2 separate regions of the Anas platyrhynchos genome follow, and region 1 is linked to region 2. The links are chromatin contacts, called in public Hi-C maps. All regions are on one chromosome and are shown on one strand. Each heading gives the region's core, a stretch centred on a gene start, on an enhancer-like site or on the middle of the called end of the contact. The rest is flanking DNA. Distances are from core to core; before and after follow the strand shown.

Evidence for each region. Hi-C and Micro-C count contacts between places; a contact is called where the count stands out from the background.
Region 1: a Hi-C map of small yellow follicle shows a contact between it and region 2, with 4 times the contacts expected there. The contact joins the enhancer-like site here to the promoter of LOC101797414 in region 2. A contact is called at or near these places in 2 of 8 Hi-C or Micro-C datasets (small yellow follicle and subcutaneous adipose tissue).

Annotation. Positions count from the first base shown.
Region 1 is chr4:4,171,725-4,178,147 of IASCAAS_PekinDuck_T2T, reverse strand. LOC101797052 (protein transport protein Sec24D) reads right to left here. Exons shown (of 23, transcript XM_038178985.2): 11 at 3,792-3,916. Among named protein-coding and RNA genes, the nearest start is that of METTL14, 49 kb to the left of the region's middle. Within about 2 kb of position 3,222, at least 4 of the 8 cell types and tissues checked have an H3K27ac peak or open chromatin away from gene starts, as enhancers often do. A contact at or near this core is called in small yellow follicle, where this site is marked.
Region 2 is chr4:4,082,400-4,089,067 of IASCAAS_PekinDuck_T2T, reverse strand. It overlaps LOC101797414 (glycerol-3-phosphate acyltransferase 3), which reads left to right and starts at 4,382. Exons shown (of 12, transcript XM_072036812.1): 1 at 4,382-4,610.

The DNA.
Region 1 (6,423 bases), core at 1,973-4,472, 90 kb before region 2:
AACAACCTGATTAAATAAACTGTTGTAATTTTATTTTATTTTTTAATATATATCTTAAAGTCACCCCTATCAACTGTGCGTCCCATTCAAGCAGGCTAGAATATGTAAGATAAAGAATAGACTATATCTGCAAAACATGGAAAAGAGATAACAGGACAATCCTTTAGAAAACACAATCAGAAAATCAGCTTTATTTAGAATACACTGTAATTCAGTGACACTAATGATCAGCGCCTGGAGAGAGCAGTTACTAGGCTTGAATAATGTCTGAGGCACTGAAGCCTGAAAGTCACCAATCTTCTGCTTTGGCAGGACTGCTTTTAAGCAGCAAAAGGTCTTGGATCCCTCATAACTATGCATCATACAGGAAGTGTACTGTAGAAATTTTTTGTTATTCGTGCTGTGTTCCCAGGCTAGCTAAAGCTCACAAACTGCCGCTGTGAGCTACACCTCACCTGCAAGAACACTGTGAGCAGTGAGCTCAGGAGCTCTTTTGCAGGAGGTAACTCCCCTAAGCACTAGCTACTGTGTCATTAGTAGCAGCATCATTAATAAAACTAGTGAGACCAGGTTTGCAGCCCTAAGTTTATTAAGTCAAATTCCAAAAATCAGTCTTAATTACTTCTAAAATAGCACATTCTTTTGGTTTTACAAGCTTCACCTAAAACCTTGAGCTTGGGAGGGAAATGATTTTTCACGTCTATGATCTTTAACACGCATGTCAATAAAGAACACTAAGCCACCATTCCTGTTTTGTGGAAACCGCTGGATGAGAAAGGAGCTACTTTTGATTTAAAACAAACCAATATTCTATATGAACACATTCTGTAAAGAAGCATTTTAAATAATCTCTCTGAGATCCTCCAACTCACATAGATGCATCCTTTCTGAATGCAAGTCTCTAATCACTCCTAGCAATCAGACACTACTATTTTCTAAGTAACGTGATTAACAGGGAGCATTCAGGACAAGTTATTCCTAACTTCAGGCACATACAGCACTTTCCTACTTCAAGGAGCAATAGCCGCATCATCCTACTGGTTCCAACGCTTTTACACAGCAGGTTACACAGCAGGTATGTGGGACAATTTCATCAGACACTGCTCCTTACAGTGTGGCAGTGTACACAATACAATGTGATTTCTTCTATCATTGTTTCAAAGGTCACTTGTCAAACACAGCAGCTGACTGCCTGTGTGGCTAACACACTTAGTTCTTTTTAGTGCCTCAGAATGAGATGTCTGAATCAAATGCACTCAAATGTTTTTAAGTTATATGTCTAAAAAATCATACTGGTACAAATAGCGTGATTTTCTGAGGTCAAGAGCAGAATTTCTGTAAACACATTTCTCTATTTATCTAAACAGAGAATTAGTGTTCTGGTTTAGAACATCTAAATTTGAAAGCGCCTGCCCTAAAACTTCTAGCAAGCAAATAATATGTTTGCTGCTGTGCTGCAAATCTGCAGAAGCATAAAGCCCTTTTAACACAAAGTCGCTAGACACCTAACTTAATCCATTATTTGCTAGCTTTAATTTCTCAGCCATTCTCACAGGCTTACCTGCCACAAGCCGCTACACCAGTGGCCTTTTTGTTACACACATTGCTCTGTTAACCAGAAGTCTTTCCTCTTAAAGAATTTGGGCTCCCGGAAATCTGAGCACAGGGTTTTCACCTCATGTGATAACAGCAGAATGTTTTTGCAGGTGTCTTTCTTCAGCAACAGAAAATGAACACACAGTGAAGTTCACGTCTTAGCACCAAAATAGAAGTTTCACCACAAATGCTGGTGGAGTGAGTGCCTGATTATTATTATTTTTCAATTCATATTGTTTAAAGGCAACATATCACTCTGAAGAAACCAATGGGCCTGCCCTTTATTTATCTATCTTGCTTTTTTCAGTGGACGTGAAAACTTTGTCCATGCAAACAGGGTATTTAGCAGTAGATATCTACAGAGTGCTTCTGAGGAAGTGTATGTTACTTCTTGTGATGTAGATACACTTGCTTTCATTTTTCCTTTACTTTCTCTATTCAAGACCAGGTGTTCCGAAACTGCCAATTGTTTTTTGCTACTATACCCATGGCCTTTTATTATCTTCAGAGTCATGACCAATCCTGATAGAAAGCTCTGAGATACATGTATGTGCAGGACAATATCAAACACTCGTGTCTCCAGTGTAATCTTCAACGACAAAGTGCGCAAGGGATGGTCTTACACGGGCATCTGACAAACTCCCCACCCTGAACTGGAATCTCTTTCATGCACAGAGATCACATATGTGAAATGTGACAAGCACATATGATAAAAAGATTAACATATCCCTGTTCATCTCAAGGGTCTTGTCTCCCACTCTTCCTCACTTTGCTCCCTCTGTTTCTTAAGCATGTTCTCCCTCTATAAACACTGTTATTCAGAATGCATTTTCTTTCTGTATGCTCTTCAATCCTTTTGTATGCCTCAACTAATAAACACCTCGTCTACTTAATTTTTTCAGTCTGACTGCCACTGCTTTCATTTAACTGTCAGCATTATTCATTAGTGAAAACTGCACTAAACATATACTGAAAACTACATGAAACTATACTAAAGCAATATACTGTGATTAATACAGATCAGTAGTAATAGTACTACTACACATTTAATGCTGTGTCGTGGTTTAACCTGTCCGGCAGCTAAACACCACGCAGCCGTTCACTCACCCTCCCCCTCCGGGACGGGGGAGAGAAATGGAAAGTGAAGCCCGTGAGTTGAGATAAAGACAGTTTAATAAGACAGGAAAATAGTAATAATAATACAATGATAATAATAGTACTACTAATAATAATGTGTACAAACAAGTGATGCACAATGCAATTGCTCACCACCTGCTGACCGATGCCCAGCCTAACCCCGAGCAGTCCGGCCCCCTCCCCTAGCTAGCCACCCCTATATATTGTTCAGCATGACCCCAGATGGCATGGAATACCCCTTTGGCCAGTTTGGGTCACCTGTCCTGGGTCTGTCCCCTCCCAGCTCTTACTGCACCCCCAGCCTGCCCGTTGGCAGGACAGAGCAAAAGGCTGAGATGTCCTTGGCTTAGTATAAGCACTGCTCTGCAACAATTAAAGCATCGGGGTGTTATCAGCGCTCTTCTCATCCCAAGCCAAAACACAGCATTCCACCAGCAACTAGGAAGAAAATCAACTCTGTTCTAACTGAAACCAGGACATGCTGACATAGCAAACATGCCATACTTAACAGAATGTCAGTTGCCTACAAGATTTGCTCACCTCTCAGATACATAGCAGGGCAGAAAAATCTCACAACAAAGGAAACTAAGTTCTGCTGATTAAAAAAAAAGAAACGAGCTAAAGATACAACCTACCAACACTGGCTTTAGAGAGACTTTACTTTCTTGAGATTCTGGTTTGTGGTATTTCTCTGCTTAATCTAACGAGAACAGTAGCACTGCAGTAAACAGAACCACAGCACATAAAGTCAAAACTACAAGCTGGGACTTAGCTGATAATACCACTAGAGTTCAGTACAGGAAAAGAAAAGAAAGTGCTACATGTTCAGTCAGTACAAGGCATTCCTTCCGTTCATATCGTAAACCCAGATATCAATCTTAATTTTTCAAAAACTGCCAGCAATTTTTAAATTACCATTTAGTCACTACCACCTCAAAAATACCTGTATTGTAAGTTCTGTCATTTTTTGTACTTTCTTGGTTTTACCTCTCAACATGCAGAGCTTCTTGTAAACTGCGGTATGGTACATTAAGCAAAACCCATGTATGTTTCTTTACCTTGGAAGCTTATCTAGCAGTGTCTTCAGTTCCTCACATATGAGTTTAACTAGACCACTGTTTATATTTCGGTATGATACATCAATCATGAAGATATAAGCTGGTGGATTTGGAGGCTTGTTATTCTATGGAAAAAATATTCACAGAGAAAATTAGACAGTGTCCTGTTATGTCAAAAAGATTTACAAAAAGGTACCATAGGGCAATCTAAATACTGTGTTTAGTCATTTGAAAAATGCTATGAATTAGAAAGAGTAATTATTACAGAAAGATGGCATGTCCTGGGTAAGCACCATCCTTGGAATAAACTGTACTACTGGAAAATAGATCCTAATAGAATAAAATACGTAAAGGATAAAAGTTTATTAGATAAGACGAAATACTAGCATTTTCTATTGGAATTCAAGTGTTTAAACAAATTTGTTTCTGTATTCCATATATGCTTACACAATACCATTTTGTTTACAGAAATGCTTAAATTCAGTTTTTGTTAACATTTGCCTCTAAAAACTGTTAAGCAATTTCTAACCAATCTGGAAACAGAAAATGTGACTTAGGTACTGAACCAGAATTAAAATACTGCAATCTCTAGCACCACCAACTGTTCATCAGCATCTTCTCTGTCTTGCTTTCTCATGCTCCAGTACACTCTGGACAGATAAGAAAACTGTACTTTCAGGAATAAGCTGATTTTCTGTAAGATAATTAAAGCACTAGAGTGTAATGCTCGATGTATGCAACTGCTACATACAGAGCAGCGACTCAGACTGGTACAGATTCCTTTTGGCACAGCTTCTTAGCCACAGTCATACATAAGAGACATTTAAGTAGCATACATATTGTCATATACACTACTGACCAAGCTTCTGTAACTAACAAGATGATGATTGTTTTATTTTTGTTTATAAACAAAGTAATGTAATGCTTACTGATGTGCCCAGGAAGATCATATAGAGTGCACATAGCAACAGTAATCATCATGGGCCTAGCCGTATGCCTAAATTCAGTTTTTCTAATTCTCATTAAGATGAGTAGTGGTCATTACCTGGTGTCAAGTTCAGGACAACTTTTGCATTATAGTTACATATGCTATTTCACTGCCTTCATATAAAGACTTCTGACCACTTACCAAATTTTACTCATTACAAATAATCTGCAGAAAACTCCATATAACAAAAAAATCATCTAATCCTTGAAATATGACTTATCCATCGTCATATCCTCAGAACACATAAAATTGAACATTATACCCTTGATCTCACTTCATTTGAATCACGTAAATCAAGATTAACTCTTGTCAACTAAAACCAGACAGTAATTTTAAAACCTGTTCTGTTTTTTGCATTTGGATTCTAGTTTCAAAAAACATATCAAACGCTACTTTCTGAACTCTCGTAGCACATCTCTATTTATAAAGAATTCCTACGTAATTTCTAACAAATATATGGCAGAAATGAGAATTTGTGCTCTTGCCACATCCACTGAGCAGGAGCACAATAATGCAAAACAGCTGTTATTAACTTTTTTTAGCCATTCATCCTTGTCATTTGATAAGCACAAAAGGAAATGGCTTTTCAGTTCTGGTCTTAAACTGATTTATAAAAGAACTAAACTTTTCTAACTTGGAGCAAAATGAGAAAATAACGTTAACTTCTCTAAAATTTAATGACTTAACATTGCCAGTGTGAGTGCTGATTTTATCAGATTTATTTTTTGTAACATTCTGCTGAGTCTATGGAACAAGAAGACAAACCATGCTGGATGGCTTATCACAGAAGCTCCCTCATTTAAACTATATGGCACATTCACTGCACTGAAAGCAAGACTGTGATGATGAACATCGGTTACTCAATAGGGAAAACTGAAAATCGAATGGAGCTATTCAGTATACACATTTTCAAAAGCTTAGCTGCAGAAAGCAGCAAAGCTGAACCAAATTTGATGGATGTACACCAAGGATCCCACACTATTTCTATAATGCCCCATTACAGCCAGAGTTCTCTCCCACCCTGGGGTTTAATGCAGATGTCAATGGAATCTCTAAAGGCAGTCTCAGGGATTTCAGTGGACTTGGAAGCAGTACCCCTGTGAGAGACCAGAATTAAAACTTGTTCATTTCTTTGTACCAGAAATAATCTGATGGTCTGAGGAAGTTACTTGTACCTACTTCAAGGCTTTGTTGGATTGAACCGCCTTTCCTAATTTTATCATATCCGCATTCCACCGATGGAAAGAAAATTCCACCCAATTCAGAAAGCACCAAAAAATATGTCCATGCTGCTGTGGGAAGATGAGGTCACACTAGGAATTTTGAAAAATTTTGTAAAAAAGTTTGAAAAGCTTAAATAATTTATGCTTTGGGAAGTACAAAATATAGCTATCTAATAAAATCAACTACAAATACTTCCAGTGGCTTGAGTAGACTTTGGATCAAGTTCTTAATTAATTATTAGGAGAGAGAACCCATTCAACTTACTGGTCAGAACACTAAAACTACTCATGCCAAGACAAGATTCAAATTCCCATGCTAAGGTTTGAAAAGCTGAGAAGGCAATTCAGGTGCATGTTGGTCTGCAAAATTAGTAAGTCATGCAGCTAAAATGCAACGCTGCATCAGAATTTGAACTATAGC
Region 2 (6,668 bases), core at 3,133-5,632:
AAAGGCCTGCGATGGCTGTAGTAGCAGAGGGGCCCATGGTGTAGCAGAAGGATCGGTGGACGTGCCCGCAGCTCCCTCATTGTCTGGCAAACCCCACGTTTCTGACTGTGGTCCCACACGGCTCTTTAAGGCCTCAGAGACTGCTCGCCAGGTGCCGAGCAATCCCACTGCAACCTTGTCGTTTTTAGTTGCAGAGTCCCACACCTTGACCTCAATTTGGTCCCATATTTCAGGATCATGGATTGTCTGTTAATAAAGAGAATAAGCTGTAAGGTTACCAGGCCAGTCTTTGTTCCTAAGGACGTATGATTCCCCATAATGTGCAGCTGCTTACCAGCGAGGGGCAGTTGTGTGCACGGCTCCGCTTCTCTCAGCTTGAGCTTCTTCCCAGCTCCGGTGCGCCCATTTCCAGCAACTTTCAGTACGAGCTTCTCTGAGCAGTTTGCTGAGTTTGGCCGAACCGATCTTCATAAGGCGAGCAATGTGCTTGTTCCCGTCCTGGTCTCTGTTCTGCTAGCCTGTCCCTATTCATTCCTTCTTTCTGCTTCTTTATTGATGACATAACTTCATTATATCGTGTTGCCTTTTCATCTTGAGGGCAGGCTCCCCTCTTATACCCCTCACCCCACAGCAGTCCTTTTCAAACAACTTTTCATTGGTCAAACAACTTTGTCCAGCAACCAGCAGACACCCAGCAACTTCCATGCCTTGATGGCTGGAGAACAAGCAACCCCAGATGGCATGGCATCTCCTGAATCACCCTTCTTTGTTCCCTCTAAACTCTTCACATTCCTGATGGCCTCATCGTTAAGAGTCTGATGTTATCACCAACCCTGGGTCTTGTCAACCCCCATGGCCACACTCACACATCTCCCCCTTCTTTATTAACATCAACCACCTTCTTGACACGAATTATTACTCCGTATATCACATCTGTATTGTCAGTGCAACATGAATCAGAGGTAGATTCATAGAAGGTAAAATGCCAGTTTGGTTCCAGGCTATAAACTGAAGCTGAAATCATCTGACTCCTCAGTGTGTAAAGCATATCAGTTTTTACAGTGAATTATAGCAAATGAAATGGTGGAGAGAAAGCACGACCTGCCTGCAATCAGAAGACAAATGCAAGAGTGCGAAATTCCCCTGAGTGGCTCACTGGCTACCTGCCATTACCAAATGGCACAAGATAAAAAGTCGCACTAAGACAACTATGCTCTAAGGGACCATATTTATTTCACATAAAATACAGATATTTAAATGATCTGAAGCTGATTGATATTGTGGGAATAAAAATGTTGTTTTTGCAGAGTTACATTGTTTAAAGGTAAGGAATGTGGTATTGAGGTATGCTTGCAGTGATCAGAAAACTTAGCAGGCAACCTTGTAAAATGCAGACAACCAGACTCTTTAGAACAATTAGGTGAAAATCGCAGTGTCAAGTCAGATAAGTGAAGAAACATTACCACTTCAAACAGTAAAAAAAGTCAAAATAAATTTGAAATTTAACAGGCTGGCAACTGAAGGCCATGCATTATCTGTGAAGCATCAGATAGATTATGAACCTGGATTACCCACTCAGTGGGGAAACAGGGCAGGGTCCTGCCATCAAAAAGTGTATAAACTGTGTTTTGGAACTAGTAGGTGCACTCTCCTGCTTGTGGGGCGCCCGCCATTGCAATTGCGAATAAAATTGCTGCTTCACTGAGATCCTTGCCTCAGCCTATGTTATTGGCTACAGAGTGTTTCTCACAATATTCTGAAGCTGCCTGGCTCTAGTGACAGGAGACAAGTGAAAAGCTACTTCTTAACAAATCTGACCCACCCAAAGCCAGAAATCCGTGCAATGACTTTGCAAAGGGAGAGTGATGCTGAATGAGGCAGCTCTGTCTGGATGCTTGTCCCGAGTCAGTTCAATAGCATTTCCCTGCTCCTGGAAAGTCATTTTGCAGCTACACACCACAAAGCCAAACTCTACAGGCACAGGTAATCAAGCAGGATAAAATAACTACACCGAAAGGAATGTAAAAATAAATTGTTCAGAAAACGCTTGTACTACAGCTGACTAGAACGTTGTATGTGATTTTTCTTATTATTTGATTCAGTTTAACTGTCACAATTACATTTTATGTATACAGGGCTTTTGAAGCAAGAAATGTAAATACATTCTTCTGACGGTCATAAAAATAGATTAGTGCTGTTATTTACAGAACAAAAATTAAGAAATCTCATAAGTTCCCAGAAAGATTTTTCAAAAAAAGTCAACACACCCAAAGTTTTTGGATTCATTTGGAGAATCTGGTTTAGATAAAGGTGAGACATTTAATTTCACCTTCAGCCTTCCACACTGTGTGAAATAAGTCAAAATATAAGGTTTTATGAAAATGTTTTCTTCCAATTTTATAAAAACTGATATAGTCTCATAGGATCTTTTTTTCTCATACTTTGCACTTTCTACTAGAAAGTGTTCTTGCCCATGCTGAAAGTATGGTCCCAATACTTGAGAGAAAAAAGCAGGAATGGTGGCACTAATTTTAAACTACTTTATCAGTAGATAAATGATGAGTGGTTTATAACTGCTCTACCTTTTTTACAAGACAAAGGGCACTTGGCAAAGACTCTTTTGTTTTAAATAAGTCAACAGTTTTTGCAGTCAACAGCTAGCTGGTGTTTGAAGGAATGCAAGATAAAGAGCAATAAGAAACTTCAGCACATTCACTACAGGACTTTGACAGCAGCTCTGTGATTACAAGGAGGATGTCAGGTTACCAGACATCTTCCCTCTGCGCTGTACTAGGCAAAGAAGAAGGTACTTTAAGGAGCACAACAAGAAAAATGATTTTTCTCCAATTTAACCTTAACATCGTTGTGAATTACTCAGGTAAGGTTACAGGGCAACCTGGATGCAGTAGTTTTTGTTGACATGTTCACTTTTGCCTCTGTGGGTTAAGTTTATAGAGAGTGGACATGCCTGAAATTGCACCTTAATATTTGTTTTCACTACCGATTTTTTTCCCATTGTCATTTAATGACAGCAGGGATCCCAGCAGTCATCTTCCCTGCTGGAGAAAAAGAACAAATGCTGGTGACGACTGTTCATTTTCTAGTCTTTGCTTATAGAGCTGCCAGAATCTGGCTGCCTCTGATGTCGGCCAGGACGGAGGGGAGTGGGGGATAGTACAATAGCCACACCATTATGGTGGAAAAGTAACACCTCAGTTCCTCGCAATGAATGTTAGAACAATAGGTCTCCGAATTGTCCTCTGGTCTTTAAGGGACATGGATGGATTTCTGCTTTCTGCAAGTCCTGACTTTGGTGCATGGCATCAGATTTGACAGACATTGTACCCATTTCAAACTTTTTGTGCTTTACTGAAACACTGGTTAACAAGGACACTGACTGGATCAAAGTAATCCATTATTTTCAGTTTTGAAGGTTCTGTCAACAAACAAAAAATCTGTGTTGCATGGGTGTATCTATATGGCAACTCTTTCTACAGTTATGTTAGATTTTACTATCCGAGTGAGGCAATTGTAAAGTAAAGGAGATGAAATCTGCATGAGAGATTCTTGTCCACACACACATTATTTACCTGAGGAGCGAGATACACTGCACTGTTGCTACCTTTCCTTTGGATAGAGATTTCAGCTCCCTGATGCCCCGAGTAAACAACACATTTGGCCTCTGCCATGTGTACCTGAGATTCATGGGTGAGTGATAACTGCCCTGTGTGTCATCCTGTCAGTGAAGGGACAGACAAAACACAAATCTTGAATGTAACCCTAGGTCGAATGTGTAGTGAATACTACGTGGTTCCAGAAATAGTGTCCTCTTTTTAGTTTCTGCTCCTAACTGCTTTCTGGTTTTGAGCACTCTTACCCGACTTGTCCTTGTAGCCCTGACATGTTTGAGCAGCGCTTGAGCTGCGGCTCTGCAGCGCAGGGACTCTTGTACTAAAGTGTGCGTGGCACGGACTGGGGCTCTCTGGTGCGACCACAATTAAACACTTGGGGGAAAACAAGCCTTAAGTGCTGGCTGACATCCTCGGACTGAGCGGGAGACTGCTTTTGGCGGTGGCCGTGCACAGATGCTGCACCAGCGATCGTCCCTGGAGGAATCACATAGAGAGGCGAGGCGAGGCAAGGAGTGGGAGAAGCGAGTCATATGCAGAGCTGCGGTGCCTCACGCAGGACACACCGTGCCAGAGCCAAAAAGTGCAGCCTGCATCACCTCACAGTCTGTGCGTCCCTCCCGGAGGCAGCTCTGCGGGCCGGGGCTAGGCCTCAGGCTCCAGCTCCGTTTTTCCGCCGGCGGGGCGCCGGGGTCGGGCCGGGCGGAGCGGGGCGGTCCCGGGGGCTGTCCGGGGGCGGTCCGGGGGCGGTCCGGGGCCGGCCGTGAGGCTTTAGGGCGGCGGAGGGCAGCGGCTGGCCTGGGAACGGAGGCGGCGCGGGAGGAGGCGCTGCCCGCCATGGAGGAGCTGGGCTGGCTGGCGGCGCGGCTGGGCGCGGCGTGGCTCGCCATGGTGCTCGCTCTCATCGTGCTGCCCTCGGCGCTGGGCGTCTCGCTGGGCATCTCCGAGGCCTACATGTGGGTGCTGGTGAAGACGCTGGAGGTAGGCGGGTGGGCTGCGTCTCGTCGCCCCTTCCTGCGCTCTGTGAGGGGGGTGAAGGTGCCCCTGGTTCCGCTCCGTGCTCTGGCTGAAGGGGGGTGCCCGCTGAGCGGAGCCCGGCTCGGCCACGCGGCCCGCCGGGGTGCGAAGAGCGCTCGGCACCATTTTGTCGCCTGGGAGTGGGGCTGGGGGGGTGGGCGTGAGGAGATGGCGGCTGGTGGGGCCCCCTCCTCGTGGGCAGGAGGGAGGGCTGCACCCCCATGGTGAGCAGGGGAGGTGAAGTCATCGCCTGTGGGGTCCGTGGGGGTGCGGTGTACATCAGTATTTTGTCACGGTGAAGAGGCTTTGTCACGCTTGGTCTTGTTCTCCGAGGTCTTCGCTTAAAAATTGCTTCAGTGCCTTAAAGATCCATGGTACTTTAAAGAAAAGTACTGAGAAAGTGAACGGGTCCTTCTCTTTAAAATCGTTGAAGAAGTGCCAATGTCCTAATCAAAATGGCATCTCTTCAGTAGATGTGTTTTAAGGCTCCTGGTGAGAATGGGCATATTTGAGGTGTTTTCTGAGCGTGTGGGACGGATCTCTTCTTATGTAGCGTCAACGGTGTGAGAATAACTTGAGGCTACAAAAACAAGTTGCTGCTGGGATTAAGAATGGATAGCAGGAGCTGATGAGGTGAAGGTTGGTCTGCCTGAAGGAGCGTGCAGATGGCCTAGTGAGATAGCCTTGTTTGACCAACTTGCTTTTACCTGTGACAAACTGCTGTTCATCGTGCTTAATTCTTATCTCATTGTCACTATAGCGTTGTCAAATGCAGCAGCAAAAAGTGACTTGAAGTGTCTTGGGCCGGCATACAGAGAAGCAGCTGACAGCATGCTGATGATGGTGGCCTGCTGGTCTGGGAGTATGAGCTGTTGGGATGCATACGGGAGGAAATAATATATTTTGGGAGATGTGGTTAGATCTGCTTCTGGAGGTACAGGTGCAGTTCTGTGATCTGTTTCTTCATAAATAGATGCAATTTATAATAAAGAACATGTATTACAAATAGACTAATCTTTAATACTTTTAAAATGTGTTACGTTGTTGTATTAATGTATTTACATATAACAGGTTTCTCTTTTATTTGTATATATGTCAATATGAATTATATTTCAATAAAATGAGAAGGGTTCTGAGGTGAAGAGTCTGAAGATATACCTGCTTCACTTATTGGGTGGATAAGATCAGTGCCATGTAGACAAAATGATTTTGACTTGAGGAGTGTTCGTTCCATCAGGACACCTGCTTAGGGAGAAGACTGCACAGAACATGTTGTTGAGGTGTCCCCTTCTTCTTGGCTCATGAATATGCTTGCCTCAGCAGCTTGATGTAAAATTGATTCGAAGCAGCATGTGCAAGAGGCCCTGAAGATAGATGTTGTAACTGACTTTTTCCTGCCAAAAATAATACTAACAATGGAAAGTGGTAAATGCATAGTTGCTAGCCTTGTGCAACTGTGCTGTCTGAAACTTCCTGGGCTGTTGAGTTGAATCTGCAGGCTTTCTACTGAGTAGCAGTAGACTGCTTTGGAGCAGTGTTGAGTCAGGATGCAGCAGTCTCAGGCAGGTGAGGTGTTTTCCAACTGTGGCAACCTCAGCAGCTTCCTGAGGCTTCTTTCTTTCTGGCTTCCAGCCTTGGATCTCCCAGAAAGGCTCCTATCTTTGTAGAGCAGTGTGATCCTTGGGTCCGTATAACACTTAGTATTGCACTGCTGCAGCCTTCGTTGCTCCTTTGGGCTGAGTGTATGAACTGTTGGCCAAGTGGTGGCAGTCTGTGGACTCTAGCTGAGTATGGATTTAATCTCTCTTCTTGCCTGTTTTTAACTCCCTGTTGGCACAATAGGAGGATACAGTGACTGTGCAGTTGAATTTCTGTGCAGTTTTATGTTAGCTAACATTGTGTGCATTTTGTAGAGGTTATCTGTTATGCGGGTCCAGCTTTGCAATCTTGGGCAGAATAGTCCAGGGGCTAGGTAACTGGGTTTGCTCTGAAGCATGTGGTGTCTGCTGGCACACTGTCATG